Regions from separate parts of the Ovis aries genome. Here region 2 is linked to region 1. A link is a contact called in public Hi-C data. All regions are on one chromosome and are shown on one strand. The core of a region is the stretch at or near the end of the contact, and the rest is flanking DNA. Distances in the headings are between cores, read along the strand shown. Region 1 holds the start of PITPNM2 (phosphatidylinositol transfer protein membrane associated 2). Region 2 holds the start of ARL6IP4 (ADP ribosylation factor like GTPase 6 interacting protein 4).

What was found. A called contact is a pair of places that touch in the nucleus more often than the background predicts.
Region 2: a Hi-C map of tail adipose tissue shows a contact between it and region 1, with 4 times the contacts expected there. The contact joins the promoter of ARL6IP4 here to the promoter of PITPNM2 in region 1. A contact is called at or near these places in 5 of 16 Hi-C or Micro-C datasets (blood, hypothalamus, liver and 2 more).

Annotation. Positions count from the first base shown.
Region 1 is chr17:52,428,979-52,435,720 of ARS-UI_Ramb_v3.0, forward strand. PITPNM2 (phosphatidylinositol transfer protein membrane associated 2) reads left to right here and starts at 4,442. Exons shown (of 28, transcript XM_060401114.1): 1 at 4,442-4,817. It overlaps MPHOSPH9 (M-phase phosphoprotein 9), which reads left to right. Exons shown (of 22, transcript XM_060401124.1): 22 at 1-3,021.
Region 2 is chr17:52,593,363-52,600,476 of ARS-UI_Ramb_v3.0, forward strand. ARL6IP4 (ADP ribosylation factor like GTPase 6 interacting protein 4) reads right to left here and starts at 1,372. Exons shown (of 6, transcript XM_027956445.3): 1 at 1,241-1,372; 2 at 700-873; 3 at 1-266. The coding sequence starts at 862. OGFOD2 (2-oxoglutarate and iron dependent oxygenase domain containing 2) reads right to left here and starts at 6,641. Exons shown (of 5, transcript XM_060401131.1): 1 at 6,397-6,641; 2 at 5,482-5,538; 3 at 3,646-3,773; 4 at 3,135-3,392; 5 at 2,070-3,061. The coding sequence starts at 3,684. The coding sequence ends at 2,798.

The sequences.
Region 1 (6,742 bases), core at 3,192-5,691:
CCTTTGACAGTGAGATGATAAAAAGCTTTGATGAAATACAGGCCACCACCCAGTGAGGTTGTAAGAGCAGTTTCTTCAGTGTACACGGCCTCAGATGTCAGATTGTCAGGAAGATGTTTTTAACATCTCTCCACCATTCCCCCCATCCCCCCACCCTCCCAATGAAGAATACACTTCCATTGTAGCTGCTGTAAGAACAGTAGGTGGAGGTCAGAGCAACTTATGCTGCTTGTTACTGCACAGGTAATGTGTCTAGATAGAGCACCGTGCCTTTCAATTGGCCTTGCTGGGGGGCTGTAGCCCACTGCCTTGGTAGTGCCTCCTGCTCTCAGAATTTCCACGTAGGCAAGAGGCTGTGATCTGACCAGAAGTATGGCAGGTAGAGGTCCTGACTGCTGGTCAAGGTCTGGGCTCCTCAGCTGCTCATTTTTTTGGTGGCCAGTCAGAACCCAGTACCCACTCAAGCTCAGTATGTGTTGATAAACAAGACTCATTCCACACTTTCAACACTAATTCCCACTGATTCAGGTTTTAAAGTTTGGTTTACTTTTGAGCTTTTTCTCCTCCTCCCTGTGGCTCTTAATAGCATGTAGTTTTGGTGAGCCAAGCCACCCGATATTCCACTAGGGTCTATGTATGCCTTTGAGCAGGATCTCAGAGAATCTTTGAGCACCCTTCACCAAAGCTTCCTCTGCCTGAGCTCCAGGCCTGGCTCCCTCCTCAGGCTCCCTGCTCAGTGTTGTGGAGGGTTCTCAGCAAGGGGAACCCACTGACAGCTGCCTCTCCTGTTCCTTCCTGTCCGTGAATCAAACCTTTGCTCCCACCTCCTGCAACCTGTTGAAGACCTCTGGCTAATCAGTTACTCATCAGAATCAAGTGCCTTACTCCCAGTATTTTTTTCTAGTCTTTTTTCTTTCTTTCTTTCTTTTTAATCTCCTAGTTCTAGTGAAGAAAACATTCATTTTAATCAATCTCCAGTATAGCTGTGTCAAAACTTAAAGGGATTGACTTTACAGGTGATGCTCCCTTTAGTATGGTCCTATACGTGACATTAAAAACTCACTTGAAAATTGTTAGCCTGTTTCATTGTTCCCTGCTTTTATTGTAAAGTCTGTTATATCCCAAAGAATAGGAAATTGCCCTTTCAGAAGAGATGAGAGTTTTATCTTACCAGGGAGTTATCTTCTTAGTAGTCATATCCCAGTATTTAAGCCCCATTAAAGTGTCTTCTGTGCCTCTCAGGAAACATGTGATTTGATTTGTGACATGTCATAAACTGAAAGTATCAGTCACTTCAGAAATTTTTAAAAAATTCTTTTCTCTCCATACCTGTGAAGAGGGACACCAAGGAAAATCCTTCCAACTGTCTTTCCTTTTAGTAATGCTTAACGTACAACTACTCTATTTAAAAACAGCCTAAAAGCTGGAAAGGTGACAACCTTAAAAAGCAACTGTTATATCCCAGGGAGGTGAACTATACTTTAGATGCTGGCTGCAGTTAGGTTTTTTTACTAAGTGAATCTTCCACTTCTAGGAAGTGCCATTTAAAATTCAAATAGAGTTACTGCTCTCCTGTCACCCAGACCTGCCGCCTTCCTTTCACTGAACCGCCTGAGGGAGGAATGTGCTTGATTGCTTGAAGGTGCCAAGTGGATATAGCTACTAATCCACACTAGGACTGTAGGAGCTGGACAGGGGACAGGTGAGCCAGACCTGGATCACACCCTGCTCAGGCTTTCCTCCATGTAAAGATAAGAAGCTTCCTTCCGTTGTGGGAGATTATATGCAAAGTGCCTGGTGTCTCTTAAGTTTTCAATCAGTAGTATATTTCAGATTCATTCTGAGTTATTAAATAGGCTTTTGAAGTAGTGATTTCAGTGCTTTCTTAGAAAAGTAGACCATGTCCCTAGCAATTGACTTAAAAACTGCCTTGGGCTGGTTGACATACGTTAGGTGGTCAAAGATGTTCTCTCCATCTTTTTGCAAAAAATGAGCTTTCTTAGGGTTTAAATGAGCTTCCCTCTGGTGGTTTGTTTGTTTGTTTTTTCCATGAGTAATTGATGAGCTCTGTAGTAAGTTCAGATACTCTGCAATCTTAAATGTGATTTGGGGGTTGTTTGATATAAGCTGTTTTGCTAAAAAAAAGTATTGCCAATGTAATAAAAATAATTGCTCCTTTGAATGTTCCATAATTAGACTTCTAAAATTGCTGGCCTGTGAAGCAGGACCACATAAAGGAAGAGGATGCCACTGAATGTTTGAAAGTTAACATGAAGTTTATGATTTGCTTTTGGAGTTGGATAAGCAACCAGAATTTGTTTCTTTTTTTAACTTGGAAAAGCCAGGTGCTTGGCTGAATGCTATTTGAATTCTGAGAAGTTAGACATTTCTGTCATTTTGATTTTTAGGTATCTCAAAAGCAGTTTTCAGTAAATTTTTATGTGCCACTTGTGCTGTGAGTCTTTAAGAAGCTTTAGAAAATAAATATCGATACATATCTAAAGCCCTTTAGGAATCAAAGGTAAATCGTATTTACCCATCACAAGTGATTGTACATGGTTATGAAATTTGCAGGTCTGATTAAATGAATTATACTGTACCAATTTTGCAGGCAATAATTTCCCACCTTGCCAAGAGTTCTGTGGCAGTTTAATAATAAACTACACCAGTATTCTTAGGACCTGTGTTACTAGGCTTTCCCTTTCTGATTTGTGTTCTATTTCAATAGACTCCTCTCAAATAGGAGGAATCAAGCCATAACTTTGCATTTGCTGGACATTATATGCCATGTCATTGCTGTGACTACAGACTTCAAAGATAATATTTTATTCACAATTTCACTGTAACCATGACCAATACAGTAAGAAATCTGCTTCCTGTAGTGCTGCTGACATTAAAGACCAGTCCTTGTTGCAGTTTTTAAATCAAGTCAGATGCTAGAGTGATGAAATTTGTAAGCTCTGCAAGAGCAGGGACCATCTCTTTGCATATAGGCACTGAATAAATATTTGTGGATACAAACATCTGTGCTATCAGTGTGTTTATTCCTGCTGGCCAGTTGTGGGCTCTGGTTTTTAATGGTGTTAAGTCCTCTGAGTTACTGGTTTGGGAGCAGGTACCGCAGGGTTACAAGGGCAGCTGTCCAGGGCCTCTGTTCTGACTGGCCTACAGGCAGAGAGCCTCACTCCAGAAATCTATATGCTCTGAAAACTTTTTTTTTTTTTACCTTTATCAAAAAAGTAAAGGTCAAGGCAGAAGTAGCAGTGAAAGGACCTGTCACCCAGTTTGGCTTCCACAGATCCTCAGGCAAGGAGGACACCTGTGTAGGAGATAGACGATGACTCAATCCCTGGCCTACTCAGAACAGCAGCTGGGGCTGGAAACCTTTACTGGGTCTTAGGGTGCCTCTTGGTGGAGGGAAGGAGTTGGCCCATTCAGTGTCCAAGGAGATTGGACGGCCTTTGGTCTGGGTTGTTCCTCTCTGACTTGATCTGAACTCATCTTGGGCTGCTTTTAACTTCACCTTACACTTGCCCTCCCAAGGGGAAGGCTCCCTGCCTCCTTTCAACCTGAGAAAGTGATACTTGGTGATAAGTAAACTACTCCTAGGTTTGGGGTGTGCCCTGTTTAATTCAGTTACTTCAAATCTTTATAAAGCCATCCTTGCTTAATCTAAATATATACTTCATGATTTAAATAGCACTCAGTACCCTCTTGGTCCAACTGGAGTGTCCAGTCTGGTCGGAATATCAAGATGAAGCTATTTCTGATCCTCTGCCAGTTCCTTCTTGAGGTCAGGGGCTAGATCTTACCCTCTGGCTACTATGACTGCCACGCCTTCTGATTGCCAAAGAGCATTTTCATTTTTTGGTCCAGACCATATTTGGTGTTCTGAGGAGAGAACTCCTGGTTGCCTCTATTTCTGCAAATCGGGTTGGTAACGGATAAAAGCACCAGGTGTCAAGGTCTGGACTTCCATTGACTACCTTTGGTTTGCCCACACATTCCAAATGCCTTCCTTAGTGTTCCGCTGCTCGTTCCCCTTGATTTTGTTATCTTACTCCCAAAGGACTCAATTTTTCCTTTTTTTTTTTTCCCCCTTTTCTGTAAATCTGCTCATTCCTTTCCCCTGGTAGTGTTGGGGTGGTGGTGGTGGGGGAGAGTGTTTCCTGGCAAGTGAGGCTCACAGTATTAAAAGGGCCAAGAGGTCGTGGGCCGGGGCCTCCCCTCATGGAAGTGACCTCCAGGCCTTTCCCGGGGTCGCCCGGGCGAGCGCAGACCTGACGCCCGAGCCGGGCCAAGTTTGTCGGGGTTTCTCCCGGCGGAGGCTGGCCCTCGCGGCGGGCGGGCGGGCGGAGGCGGCGGGCGGCTCCGCGCGTGGCCTGACGGAGGCGCAGGCCCACCGCCGAGTGAGGGAATGCGAGGCGGGCCCGGCGCGCACGGGCAGCAGCGGCCGCTGGGGCGCGCGGGGCACGGCGGCGCCGCCGTGTAGAGCTGTCAGGCCGGTCCGCGGGCGCGCCCGGCCCCGCGCCCCGCCGGCCGCCGCCTCCATCCCCGCCCGCGGCCCCCGCTCCGAGCGCCCAGACCCGAGGCGGCCCGCACGTGCGCCCGCTCGCCGCCCGCCCGCCGACGGTCGGGGAGCATGCCCGCGGGAGCCCGGCCGCTCGCCCGGGGCCAGCTGGCGGCGGCGGCGGCGCGTGGAGCCGCGGGGCGCAGCCGGCCGGGCCGGGGCCACCGGGCCGGAGTCTCCCGGGCCGCGTGAGGCGGCGGCGGCCCAGCGCGGCCGAAGAGGACGGAGCAGCGCCGTGCAGAGCGGGGTGAGTGTCTCGGCTGCCCGGCCGGAAGGCGGCGCGGCTGGGCCCCCTCCTCAGGGCCGCAGCGAACCCCGGGGTGGGGGCGGGCTCGGGGGCGGGGGCGGGCTCGGGGCGGGGACCCCCCCCCTCACCGGCCGGGCAGGCGGCGGCTCCCGGAGGCCCCGGCCCGCCCTCCTGGTCGGTGCGCGGAAAAGTGGGAGACCCGGGCCCCCAGCCCCGCGCTGGGAGGAGGGTGTGGCGCGCCGGGACCGGGGCTGAGGAAATCCGCCTCCGACGCCCCTACCCCAAGCACGGGCCCTCCGGATTCGGGGGGTGAGGGGCCCAATGCTAATTCCGAATTTCCGTCGGTTCCGGCTGGGGCGCGGAGGGCTCCCCTCCCCCAGTGACAAGTGTCACGGCGGCGCAGGGGCAGGTGTGTGTGCGGTGCTGGGCCTGCCCCGGCCGGCCCGCGCTCCTGACCGAGGGGTCGGGAGGAAGTGGTGGCCACAGCCCTCCGGCCAGCCCTCTGTGCTTCTCTCCTCCTCCAGCCCTGGCCTGCCTGGGTGGGTACCCGGGGCCTAAGCGTGGGGTGTGGCCCTCAGAGAGAGGGGGCCAGGACTTGGAAGAAGTGCTCCCAGGTGTCCCCCTCGCTGGAGGAAAAATCTAGCCAATCTCCATCCTGTGAGTCGCCCTTTCCTGTTGTAAAACCTGCGGTGCCAGCTCTGTGTCTGAGCAGCCATCTGCCTTCCTATCCCTCTCAGCTTTTCTTATGGGGTAGGGGGCCGGGGGCGTGCAGGGCCGCTGGGTGACTTGGGGAGGACAAAACTCTTGAGTCCCCCATCCCCCATAACGTGCAGCTAATTCTCTCTTAGGGAAACCTCCGATGGACGTTCTGAGTAAATAGAGTGTGTTTGCTAGGCAAATGTCATTTCAAGGCAAATCTTCTGGCTCTATCCCCTTTCAACGCATTTGCTGCCCTCTACATAAATCCTAGATTCCTCATCCTACATTCCTGTCCCTACCTCTTAAATATGGGGTAGGGCAGAAAGCCTCAGGCCTGCCCACCTCCTCCCCTCTAGAATCAGAGTTCTTCAGAGGGGACCTCCTTTGAGCATCTTTCTCCAACCACTGCTAGCTCTCTCCCCAGTTCCCATAGGGGAGCTGTTGGGGTGGCCGGCTAGACCCCTCCCTCCTTTCTGAAGGGAATGCTCCCCTTCATTTGAGTCTTCCCCATGGCCAAGCCCCTAGTGTGACTCATCTCTGCTCTGAACTCCCATTGCACCTTATCTGGGTCTCTTGTGTGACTCTTATCACCACCTGCCTTATTTTATAGTTACTTTTGTGTCTGGCTTATCTCCCCTGCTGGATTGTCAGCTCCTGGAGGATGGAGGTGGGGTTTGATTCATCCCTGGTCCTGCATCCTGGGTACTGTCAGCATTAGTGTCTGGATGGAGTAGAAGTCCCCACCCCGGGGGACTCTATCTTTAGCTTTAGCTCTGGAACCCTACCTTATCTGACTCCTGGACTGTCCCTGTTAAATTCTACGCTGGCAATTAGAAGAGACTCCCAGCCCTCTTCCTTTGCAGAGAGAAACACCATGAGTTAGGAAGGGCTGTTTTTCTTGTTGAGAGTGACTTGCCAAATGACTAGGACAATACATGCTCTGCTATGAGGATGTCCAGGCACAGACTGTGGGCTCTCTGGGCCCTGGGTGTAGAATGGACTTCTCTCTTTGGCCTTCCGCATTCGTCGGGCATGGGAGGCAGTAGAGAACCAGACTGGGATTCAAGGTTCCAGGCCTGGCCCTCCCATAACGTCTGTAACTAAGTTACCAGGTTTCTCTTGATCTTGGTTGGTCCTTTCTTATGGAATCTGAAAGAAAATTCCTCTCCTTCTATGAGGCCCTATAGGATCTGGGCCCTGCATCCTCTGCCTTTTTGACTGTTCAT
Region 2 (7,114 bases), core at 122-2,621, 160 kb after region 1:
CTTGGCTGCTCTGTGCCACTGGTCCAGCGAGGGTCCGGGCAGAGCCTCAGCCTGCTGCATTCTGGCCTTCTCCTTGCCTCTCTTCTTCAGCTTCTTCTTCCTTTTCTTCTTCTTCTTCCTCTTCTTGTCCTTGTGCTTCCCCCGCTTCTTCCGGCCATCGCTGGAGGAAGAGGAGGAGGACGAAGAGGAAGAGGAGCTAGAAGAACTGGAAGAAGAGGAGGAGGAGCTGGATCGTGGTCTCCTCCGGGCCTTGTGCTTGCTTCTCTCTGTGATGCAGGGAGAAGGTGAGGCTGGAAGGCCAGGAGGGGAAGAAGTAAACCTTCGTCCCCTTGCTCTGGCCTATAGCAGGCTCAGGCTGACTACCTCCTGGCAGGGCTTCAGCACGCTGTGGAGAGGCACTTTCTCGACGCCGCACACTGTCTGCCCAGGAGCAAGGTGGCCAGCACCCACATCTTAGGCCCTGCTACACCAAAATTATGATAAAGTGCTCGCTTCACTCCGTATTCAATGGGTTGGCCCAGCCCCTGGATTCTGAGGATTCTGAGCGTCTTTCATTCCAGATAGCGAGGACACTCTTGTGTCCCTCTGAATAGTGCTCCCTGCGATTTTCCAAAAGTCAGTCTGGAGAAGCCCTCCCGACTGCCTGCAACTTCCTCCCTGAAGTTCCCTCATCCCTTTCCCATTCCCTCTGGTCCTCACCCTCAGCCCCAGAGGAGGTGATGCTGGCCTTGCGGCTTTGGGATCTCGAAGCCGAGCAGCTCCTCCGGGCGTCCTTACTGCTCTTCTTCCTTTTCTTTTCCGACCCTCGCCCCCGGGAACGGCTGCGACTCCTAGAGCGCTTGCGGGAGCCGACGTGAGCCATAGCGCCGCGAACTGCACACACGAAGGCACACTTAAACTCGGGATCGATCACGGGGCCGGCCCGCAGACTGGGTTCCCAGGGAGGCTCTACTCTGGCCGAGTCGACCAGATTCGGCCTGGTCTTCTGCGGCCTGGCACCCATCACTACCCGGGGCAGCGTTGTTGAGGGGGAGTTGGAGCAACCTTGCGATCCTCACCCGCCCCCAACCCCGGGTAACCCAAGTTCTCCGCGGACTCCCGGCTCCTCCGCTGCGGCCCCTTTAAGGGTCCGCCCCCACGCGGACGCTTCACGGCTGCGCGCGCAGCTCAGGCGCCTCTAGGAACGGCCGCGCTCCTCAGATGCCAGGTGCGTTCCTCTTCCCTTTCCACGTGCGCCTACCCTTCACCCCGCGCCCTCCGCGGCCTTGCCGCCTCAAAGAAAGTCCCCGGGGTTGCTCTGCTCCCTCTTCAACCGCCCATCCGGCGGGACCGCCAACCCTGCACCACGCCTTCGAGTGAGGAAGCAACGGCTGGGTGACTTCCGGCCCAGGGCGGTGCACTGGGAGGCTGTCCGGCCGCGAAGCGAGGCGCTGCTGCCTTTAGTTCTGAAGCCCCAGGTTCCGTCTGTGGGGCAGCCCAAGAAACCGAGTCTGGCGCGCTCACCTCCCAGAGAGGCGAGCTGGGGCTCCAGGCTTCCGCCTCTAGGGGGAGCTCCCGGACGAGAGACCTGCTCGCCAGCCTGGTGCCAGTCCCAGAGCTCACAAGCCCTTTGCCGCAGCTATGCCCTCTCCCATCTTTAGCCTATTCGGTCGGCCCGCAGCAGCCCCAGTCCCTGTGAAGCCCAGGGGAGGAGGCCACTGTGGATTTTCTGCGGACATGTCCACACCAGCAGGCCGTGAGCTCCAGAACCTTGGTCTTTCCGATGTCTGCATTCAGTAATACAGAGGTCACAAACTCAGACGTCCATAGAAACCAGAAAGTTCACAGCAACCTATGAGGGACCCCTGTGAGGGAGTGTACCACAGGCCTCGAGAGTCTGGTCTCCCTGTTTTCTGCAGTGTGGACTGGGGCCGGATATTTCCAGATCTTCCCACTTTGCCAGGGGAGTCCAAACTCAAGATTTCAACATGGAAAACTCTCCCAAACATAGCATCGCTGCATGCCTCCTCCAGTCTTGGGGCCACCGAGTTGCAAACTCTTTGATAGTAATGACAGCAGCAAACCCAGAGGACTGTTGTAAATTGCTTTATAAATGGGAAGTCATTTGATCCTCAAAACAGCTCTAGGACATCGGTACTTTCCAGGAAAAAAGACTAAGGCAGAGAGAGGCAGGTGGCTTACCCAGTTACAACTGGAAGTGGCTGAATCAGAATTTGAATCCAGGCAGTCTGGCTCCAAGTTCCTGCTTCTAATCTTTCTGCAGTAACCCCTCCATACCATCCAGAAGATGGAGGTGACCCACCCAAATCCCCTTAGAAGACATGTGCACTCGACCTTAGCCATGGTGTCTGCTGCTGACACCCCACACCTTTACCCTGCTCTGGAAGATTTCCTTGGCCACTGGGAACCATGCTGCCCTGGAGGTGGATGTTTGGGAAGTTACTCACCCACTCCATACCCTGAAACACCCCATAGCCAATAACTGCTGTTGGGGGCAAACTGTGCTTCAATTCATGCTCCAGAGAGCCCTGTGGGATTGGGCTGAAACTGGATGCTGTGTCAAACCATCCTGATCCAGCTCCTTCCTGCCCTGTCCTGCTCCTCCCTGGAGCACTCCCTCCTTAAACCACATGCACAGGAATTCCTGTCTCAGGCTCTGGTCTACAAGCCTGACCTAAGCCAGCCTGTCTGCTGAAAGAATGACCCAGAAGCCTGTGTGTCCTCTTGAATCAAGAAGTGCTGAGGGCTGCAGGGTGTTTATTTCTGTCCTTGCCCGCCACACTGGCCCTGGCCAAGCTCAAGTTAGGGCACACACATCCACTGTGGCGGGCTCCTCGCGGGTGAAGCCATCACCGAAGCCCTCGTCGTCCACCAGGTCAGGCTTGCGGCAGCACATAGGGCAGAGGCGGTTGCGCACGGCTGAGGCCCGGAGCCAGACGACCAGGTTCCAGCGCTCACCGGTGCCCAGGGGCCGGGCCCCGTGCAGCTGGCCCCCACGGTGCAGGAGGCCCTGGCCCACCACGTGCTCCACCTCCAAGGGCTTGGCCAGGGTTGAAGGCACCTGTGGACAGTGGAACTCAGGCCTGGGTACTCACAGTGGCTCTGGCCCAGCCCCACGGGTTACACACACTAACCTGGAAGAGATCCCCGAAGTAGAGGGCACCCCCTGTGAAGGCCTTGCCCAGGGACACATTGAGGGTGAGCTCGGCATTATCGTAGTGGCAGCCTAGCTCACGGTCTTGGCCGGGTGCGTATTTGACCACAAAGGCCCGGTGGCTGTCTAGCCAGCCCCCGCCACAGTCTGGATACAGCAGGGCCATCAGCGGCTGGAGGAAGCGCTCCCGCAGTGGTGTTACCAGCGGTTCATCCAGGCCTAGCTCATGTAGCAACACCTGGGGGTGGGGGAGCTCAGAATTAGCAGGGAAGCTTGTAGGGCCTGTCCCTGGGTCCCTGGGGGAGTCCCTCACTAAGGACAGTGCTGAGTGCTGTGCAGACATCATCAACCTGCTTAACTTCATAATAATACTGCCTGATTTCATCTTACAGATGGTGAGACCAAGGCTTGGAGGAGGTCTGCGCTGGGAACACGTCTCCCCAGACGGAGGTCCCTGCCTCCTTGTGCTGGCGGGGTGGAGCCTCACCCACCCCATAGTTGTTCATGGTGTTGGGTCTTCCCTTGGGCATGTCTGACTGCTCGAAGTGCTCCAGCTCCTCCAGCAGGGCCTGGCAGAAGGGCGCTGTGAACACCGGCAGCCGGTAAATTCGCTTCTCCTCTGTGGAGGGAGAGGGAGCAATGGTTGGTTAGCCGGGATCTAACCTTTTCCCTTCCCCCCCGCCTCAGTCTCCTCATCTGTAGAATGGGGATGACGTGAGTACTCACCTTGTGATGATTAAATGGGCTCTTGTGATGATCAAATGACATAACGTGTGCGGCAAGGGTGCCCTATTCTTGGACCCCTCCGCACCACTCATCCCTAGATCCTCACCCTGCCCTGAGGTCTGACCCCCAAATTCAGATGTGCATCCTGGCTGGCCACCCCTCCCCGCCAGCTCCAGGTCCTGGCAGGTTTGGGAGACTTCACTCTTGCCCTGTCCTTCAGGTCTCAGGATGGGGAACTGCTCCCCATTCCCACCCCCCCTGCTAACCCTGGGGCAGGTCTCTCACCATCCCTTGCTGACCCGAGCCCACACTTGTCTCAACCATCCCCTCATTAACGTCTTCAGTCACCGCAGTCTGAGGCTGGCTTGTGCCTGGTGCATAGCACGGAATCACTGATCCCTGTGGTGGATGCATGTGCAAGTGAGTGAATACAGATGCCCTCCTCCTGACAGTGCCATCCTAGCCCTCTTCTCACTCCTGCTGGTTTCACTTTTAGAGGCAGATATGGTGGGTGAAGGGACCCCCGTCTGCCACCCCCAGTCCTGCCCAGTAGCAGGCCAAGACCTCACCTGACACTGTCTCCACCCGCTGAAGAAGGCCCTTAAGGTCTGCGCCTGACGATGCACTGTATTCAGCTGCAGCCAGAAATTCGGGGGCCAAAGTGGCCTCCTGGGGGCAGAACACACCAGCCATGGGGCAGACAGCCCCCAGGCCCGGATGCCTCCACCTCCTTCCAGTAACCTGCCCCCTGCCAGGTACCTGCAGCAAGTTGTAGACCTCTGGCCGTGCTGGGCGGTAGGAGCTGGCAATGAGGGCTTTCCTGGCAGCCGACTCCGGCCCCAGCCGCCGCCGCCGCTCCACCTCCTGCTCAAGCTGGGGTGACACAGGGCCTGGTTACCAGAATGGGGCCTCCCATCCCTCCCAAGGCCATCGTACAGATGAGGAAACAGGCTCAGGAAGCTCAAGGAAAGGCCAGAGCTGGAAGCCCAGTCTTCCTATGTTCCTGACTATGCCAGGGTAAATGGCAGGTGTTACACCGTTAGTTGAAGGGGATTCCTTCCAGAAGGGGGCCCATCCCACTGAGGGCTGCACCAGTTTGGCTGGATTGAGACCTATCGCTGCACCTTCACCAGCTAGGCCCAACCAAGGAGGAGAAACAGAGTCCTGGTTAAGTCTTGTGTTCCAGAGGCTGCAGATGGCTGTCCTAGGAAGCTTCTCGACACTTAACACCACCCCACCATGGGAGACGAGCAGCAGTGGCAGAAGTGGTGTGGAGGGGAGAATGAAGAGTCAGGAGCCAGGTGGCACCTGGTGTGAAACCTTGAGTAGGTGACTCCTCCCCTTCAGTGCAAGTTTCTCATCTCAAAAGAGCACAAAGCAGACAACTTGGCATTTTCCCTGCTTTCTCTTTTCCTGGTGCCGGCACCCAGGTGCTGTGGTAAGTAGGGACAGGAAGGAGGTAAGGGGAGGTCAAAGGAGCCCTTCTGGGATCAGACACTGGCAGACCTGAGGCCGGGAGACCCCTCAAGCTGCTGACCCAAATCTAAACAGGAAGGGCCGGGCTGGGTGCAGAGGAGGCGGTGGAGGGTGGGGTGTGTTACCTCTCCCAACAGCTGCTGGAAGTCTTTAGGGCTGACACAGCCTCTGCTGCGCAGGATCTGAGAGCAGAAAAACCAGTAAGCATGATGGTGTGACCTGGGGCAAGTCTCTTAAGGTCTCTGAGCCTCAGCTTCTCCACCTTGAAATGAAGATGATCCGATCACAGGATCATAAAAATGAAATGTGATTAGCATGTTAAGCACACAGCAGCGGCTCTTGTTAATAACAGAGTACTCAGCCAGGCCCTGCCCTGAGCACTTTACATGTAGTTCATTCACTGATTTCTAACGACAGTCTCACTAAAGCGATACCATGATCGCCATTTGAGGTGGAAAATAAGAGAGGCAGCTAGAGGTTAAGTCAATCTTCTCGTCCGATCTGAGTGGGCCAAAGGCAAAGTAAACGACCCCGGGGACTGAGGTCCCTCCTCCACCACCGCTCCCAGCTCGTTTTCCCGCAGAGCCAATAGAGGCCACTCACGGGCTCGTAGTCCTGGCGCAGCTGCTGTTCGCTCCGGAAGCGCACGTGCAGCCCGTAGCGCGCCACGTACAAGTTCTCTGAGCAAAAGCAAGCGCAGCGGCAGAAGCGCCGGGGAGCCGCTGCGGTCCCCATGGTGAGAAGCGTTGCAATGCCCCGCCGGCTACCGTAGGAACACTTCCGGGTACGCCCCCAGCTGGGCAGGGGCGCTGTTTGAAACCAGCGGCTAAGGGTCCGTTCTAAATTCCCATGTTCAGAAAAGAACGAAGACTCCGCCCCAGGAAACGGTCTGCGGTGCAGAAAGATACTTCCAGGCAGGAATGAGACTGGCAGCGTCGGCTAAGAGCACGCCAGCCTAATGGGCTGCTGCTTCACAGTTTCTCCATCCGCGAGGCGGGGATTAATCATCCTCTTTACAGATAGGTGAACCTGAGTCATACCTTCACGGAATTCCAAGACCTTCGGCTTAAACGCGCTGCCTCCTTTTTCTGCTAGGAGCTTTTAGCGGACCAGCTGACGTCACGAGGAGAGTTGGAGCCTTGGGGTCCGATTTTGCTCCAACTGAGCTCTAGTTTTGTGCGTCTGAGCTTGGGTTTAGCATTCATCCCGGTCCCTGTCCGGCGCTCCCGATGCCTACGCCCGGGTTTCTTAGGATTCGCCGCGGAGTGCCCCATAGAGTGTCTCCAAGAGAGGGCTCCGTCCGGCGAGACTTCCGGTGGCTCTCCTCAAGGATTCAGGTGTGAGGGGAGAAATAGGGTGTGGTCGGTTGTGGCCGCAGCCCGCGCAACCAGGTTCAAGTTCTGCACAGCCAAGTGTGAGATGAGTATGTTTCTGTTTGATAGAGCGTGCCCCGCAACCTCGCGGAGACCCAATCACAGTACACGCAACTCTGTCTTCAGTTTACTCCAGTTCAGTCGCTCAGTCCTGTCTGACTCTGCGACCCCATGAACTGCAGCACGCCAGGCTTCCCTGTCCACCACCAACTCCTCGAGCTTGTTCAAACTCATGTATGTCCATCCAGTCAGTGATGCCACCCAACCGTCTCATCCTCTGTCTTCCCATTCTCCTCCCGCCTTCAATCTTTCCCAGCATCAGGGCCTTTTCCAGTGAGTCAGTTCTTCGCATCAGGTGGCCCAAGTATTGGAGTTTCAGCTTCAG